2 separate regions of the Rattus norvegicus genome follow, and region 1 is linked to region 2. A link is a contact called in public Hi-C data. All regions are on one chromosome and are shown on one strand. Each heading gives the region's core, a stretch centred on a gene start, on an enhancer-like site or on the middle of the called end of the contact. The rest is flanking DNA. Distances are from core to core; before and after follow the strand shown. Region 1 has its middle 130 kb from the start of Ipo5. Region 2 has its middle 150 kb from the start of Rap2a.

The links. A called contact is a pair of places that touch in the nucleus more often than the background predicts.
Region 1: a Hi-C map of the Rat2 cell line shows a contact between it and region 2, with 7 times the contacts expected there. The contact joins two enhancer-like sites.

The regions. Positions count from the first base shown.
Region 1 is chr15:104,285,296-104,287,995 of GRCr8, forward strand. No RefSeq gene overlaps it. Among named protein-coding and RNA genes, the nearest start is that of Ipo5, 130 kb to the right of the region's middle. Within about 2 kb of position 1,351, at least 7 of the 93 cell types and tissues checked have an H3K27ac peak or open chromatin away from gene starts, as enhancers often do.
Region 2 is chr15:104,156,028-104,158,727 of GRCr8, forward strand. No RefSeq gene overlaps it. Among named protein-coding and RNA genes, the nearest start is that of Rap2a, 150 kb to the left of the region's middle. Within about 2 kb of position 1,429, at least 7 of the 93 cell types and tissues checked have an H3K27ac peak or open chromatin away from gene starts, as enhancers often do.

The DNA of each region.
Region 1 (2,700 bases), core at 101-2,600, 130 kb after region 2:
AATTTAAAACTACTTTCCAAAATAAATAAAACAAATATCAGAGAGGATGTGGAGAAATTGGAACCCTTTTACACTGAGGGCAGGAATGTAAAATAGTCTGACCTCTATGGAAAACAGTGTGATAATTTCTCAAAATACTAAAAAAGAAAAATAGTTCTAGGGCCTGGGAGGATGTCTCAGTAAATTAAAGCACGTGCCTGACCTCCTGAATTTGACCCCCAAAACTTCCTCACAGCGGGAGGAAGAAACGACTCCCACAAGTTGTCCTCTGACCTCCCCAAGTGTACACACACAATACACACATGAACCCATACATGCACACACTTACACAAACATATACATACATAAATACATACATACACACATACATACATAGGTATGCACACACATACACAGACACACTCAGAGACATGCTTACATAAACACATAAGCACATATATGCACACAATGCATGCACATACACATGCATTCCCGCACACTCTCGTGAGGGTGTGTGCTTGGCGTGTGCACAGGCACAAACACATAGACACACACACACACACACACACACACACACACACACTGTCTCTTCCTGGAGTTCAAATGATGAAAACAGATTCAAACAGATCAATATTTTAGGAAAAAAACAAGTACAATGGGACATGCTCAAGGAGTGGCCAGGCATGTCCTGTGACCGTCAGCTGCCCAAGTCAGGTGGGTACCCTTGCAGCAACAAGGGAGGCTGGACGAGCCAAAGGGTTGGTTCATGTCCTTCACCCTTTGTTCAACTGTGACACAGTGAGGTCCAGAAATACGTAGTATTTTAGTGAAGTGAAACAAAACCAGATTAACAAGCCAGCTCTGTGCCTTTGCTGACACACTGGTAAAATATCTTGGGTCTTTTCTGCAAATTCTTAGTCTCACGTCAGGATCATTTATTTACTATGTGTTAAACAAAGCAACTTTGTTAAATGTGCGTAAAAGCATTTGCCTTTGAGATGATAAATAAGTGTACTGTTTCCATTAAAAAGCACAATGCCGGGGCTGGGGATTTAGCTCAGTGGTAGAGCGCTTACCTAGGAAGCGCAAGGCCCTGGGTTCGGTCCCCAGCTCCGAAAAAAAGAACCAAAAAAAAAAAAAAAAAAAAAAAAAAAAGCACACTGCCTGGCTTCTAGACTTTCGGCCGATGGCTGCTGCATGAATAAATTCGTCAGAACTATGACACTGATAGGTCTGAGCTAGTTAAGAAACATTTCTTTGGGGATCAGAAGCGTCGAGGCTGAAGAGAAGGCTCGGTGGGTGAGAGCAGTTGCCACACAGTCAGGTTTGGATCCCTGCACCTATGTAAAAAGCTGGGGGTGGCTTCGTACAACAGTAACCTTGGCGGCGCTGTGGGGAGTGATGACAGGATGGTTGGGGCTTGCTGGCCACCAGTGAGAAGGAAGAGCGCGCCCAATTCCAGAGCTGGTCACATGACAGCTTTCAACCACGAGGCAAAGGAACGCTTCGATGAGGAAGTGAAACGAGCAAATGCCTGAAAGAAGGAAGCAGCGGCCTGGGAATACACTCCTACATAGGAGAACCACTAATGTCTGCACTCAGACTGGAGAAAGCCTGATGTGTTCAGCAACATGTGTGGTTGGAGCAAAGTCAGCTCCAAAACAAAATGAGCCAATAGTTTTAATTAATTAATTAGCTATTTAATTAATTACATCCCAAATATTGCCCTCCCTCTCGGTCCTCCCTCTCAGAGTTCCTCCCCCATACCCCCTCCCTTTGCCTCTAAGAGGACAGCCCCCACCCCGCATGCCCCCATCCAGGTGCATCAAATCCCTGCAAAATTAGGCACATCCTCTCCGATTGAGGCCAGATGTGGCAGCCCTCTGTTACATATGTGTCAGGGCCCGTGTACGCTCGTTGGTTGGTGAGCCAGTATTTCAAAGCTTTCTGTGAGAGAGACAACAGTTACTCCTGTGCCCCTTGGTGTCATGATTGCCATCCTGGTACGTCGAGCTATGCGGCCTAATGTAGCTCTGGGCTCTTTTAGACGACGTCATATTAGGAAACCTGACTCAGTCCCCAACTCGTTGGCTCTGTTGCTTTCTATTCCTGTGATGAAACACCATAACTAAAAACAACCTGGGGAGGAAAGGGTTTGCTTGACTTGCTGGTCCATCATCAGGAGAAGCTAAGGCAGGAACCTGGAGATTGGACCGGAAGCAGAGGCTGTGGAACGGTGCTGCTCAGTGCTTGCTCCCCAGGGCTGTCTCTGCTTTCTTACAGAACCCAGAACCAACCACCCGCCCAGAACAGCACCACTCATCGCGGGCTAAATACTCTCACATCCACCAGTAACCAATAAAACACCTTACAGGCTTGCCTACGGGCCAGGTTGACGAGGACATGTTCTCAACCGAGGGTCCCCCTTCCCAGATGACTCTAGGTTGTGACGACCTGACAAAAACCTGGCCGACACGCCCACTCTGCGTTAAAACTCAGCTCTGTGAGCCCCAGCTGGCTCCGTGCCAGGTTGAACAGCAGTTGCGAGTCACGAGGACAGAGTCCAAGAAGAGGGCGCTGCTTCAAAAATCTAACCTAACTCCTAGGAAAACAGAAGCGAAATGTATCCCACGGAGAACCCACATCCCTACCCTGAAAAGAAAATAAAGAAAAAGAAATAAAAAGCATTGGGTTTTTGTTTTTGTTTTTTTTTTAATGCTC
Region 2 (2,700 bases), core at 179-2,678:
ACCCTTGCCTAGCCTTATGTAACAAGAGAAACTATTCTCTGCTCAGGCCTAGCTGACTGCTCTTTATAGAAGTCCCATGGTCTCTGGTATTTCTTCCCTTAAGGGCTCCAAGAAGATGAACTTCATGAGACTCAGAAAAATGATATCATGGTTGGTATATTTCTACACAAGCTTTCTGAATATTTTGTACACATTGCCCAAAGGAAACAATAAGCACATTTGAGACATGGTCTCAGATAGTCTAGGCTACCCTTCAACTTGTGAACCTCAAGCACAGTTAAAGGTGTGATGTAGGTAGAACCCAGGGATTTGTGCATGACAGAAAAGCACTCGACCAACTGAACTACATCCCAGCCCCAATGTTCATTTGAATAGACCTTAATTTCCTACATGGGCTTTTGTCAGGTGCCACTGAAGTAATATAGTATGCTTATTACAGATACCTAGCTTCATGTGGTGATACAGAGTTAGTAGGATGTGTAAGCAGACCTTTATTAATGAGGACAAATGAAAGACATTTAAGACAAGTGGGGAGTGTTGAGGGCAGCATCTCTGTGATTGAGTCACTCACTGAAGCATTCACCCCTTCAGACCACAGACAAACTGCAGGAAATTACTAATAAGTTTAGCATCTCACCCAAAAGGCAAAACTGACAGGAAGAAGCGACCAGAGGGCTTTAGTCACACAGAGGGTCAGAACATCCACAGAAGTATCCATGCCAAAGGATTAAGAACTAAGAGACAAGGAGCGGGTCTTAGCAGAGCCACAGGGAGGATGGAGCCAAGGAGAAAGTAACGGGCAGCACTGCTCAAATCTTAGCTTGTGTTTTCTCTTACCCACATCCAACTAAGTCACGTTGCATTCACTGCCTCAGGGTATAGGTGTGGCTCTGTGGACAAGGGAGATAAAGAATTTGCTGTTTTCCACGTTTCAAGGATGGACACCCTTGGAGAAATAGCAGAGCTAGACAACATGACCTCCAGGAGTAAAAGCTCCTACTCAGGCACAGAGAGAATTCCCAGGGCTCCTGGAAGATAAAGGCAGGAAACAGATGGTGCCTGTGGCAAGTGAATGAGGAGAGGAGAGGAGAGATAACTGAGAAATCAGCTCTCAGAGGAGAGTCTATGACTTGCTTCTGGGTTCTGGTCCCACAGAAGCCATGAAATTCCCCAGAGGACTGGAGGGATTTGGTAGAAGGGACTGATCCCTCCATCTACAGAGTCCCAAGAAGGATGCAGGACTCTTGAGAGGGAATAAATATATCTGCCCGTGATCGATAGCAGAAGAACCAATCCGTAGTGGACAGCTCTGGGCAGAGCTATAGAGGACCTGTGGGGCCTTGACCTTGGTCTATGCCAAGCATGTATCTCGCCACCTAGAAAGGAGCTAGATGCTTCCACATGCCTCAGCTGAGTTACAGAAATATATGAAACATATCCCTGGATTTAGTTTAAGAGTCATAGTCCGCCACAGCTCACCGTGACTCATACAAAGGCCTCAAAGCTTGCAAGCGTAGGTAAATTTTCAAGGTCACCAAGCCATTACCAGACTACAAGTGCAGGCACATACGCTTTCCCCTATTCTTACTCCTACTAGAGCACAGTGGCCCTCAACCTTCTAATGCCTAACACAGTTCATCATGATGTGGGGACCCCCCAACCATAAAATCATTTTCATTATTACCTCATAACTGTAACTTTGCTACTGTTATGAACTGTCATGTGAATATCCATGATGAAGGTAATGGTTCTATGTGACCCCTGTGGAAGGGTCATTTGACACCCTGAAGGGGTTGTGACCCACAGGTTGAGGAGTGTCAGGGTCTTCTATCTTTGCCTCACTGTTTGAGTAGAAGAGGATGAGGTCCTCCTGTGAAGATAGTCCAATCTGGGTCACTGTGTGTGTGTGTGTGTGTGTGTGTGTGTGTGTGTGTGTGTGTGTGTGCTTCTGAGTCTGTGTCTCTGTATGTCTGTGTGTGTCTTTGTATCTACGCATGTATGTGTGTCTGTGTCTGTGTGTATATGTATGTGCCTGTGTGCCTATGTCTGTGTGTTTGTGTGTGTATATGTCTAAGTGTATGTGTGTGCATGGCCATGAGTGCACATGAATGTGCATGCATGTGAAGACAGAGGACAACCTCATGTATTGTCAACCATGTTTTTGAGACAAGAGTATTTCACTGTGATCTGAGACTTTCTAATTATGCCTGGATAGCAGATCACCAAGCCCTGGGGATCTACCTCCCCGGAGCTATGATCACAAATGCACCCCATCATGTCTCTGTTTTTACTGGGCTCTGGGAATTGAATTTGGTTCCTCGTGACTGTATAACACTTAGTAATGATCTATCTCCCTAGCCTACCATCTTTTAGCTTTATAAAAAGAGACTCAACTTGACTCAGCTAGACCCTCCTCACTGTTTACCCAAAGGTTTAGCATCAATATATAACAAAGATACTTGTGCATTTGTATTTATTGGAACACTATTAAAGATCACTAACCACATAAGGGGAGGTTTGAGTGGGAAGAGGGATGGGAGGTGTGGTGGTTTGCATGAGAATGGCATTCATGGGCTCTTATGTTTGGATGCTTGGTTCCTGGTTGGTGAAACTGGGAAGACTTAGGAGCCTGGTTGGAGGAGATTCCCAGTAAACACTCTCTTTGCTTAGGGCTGTTGTCTCAAGATAAGCTCTCAGCTA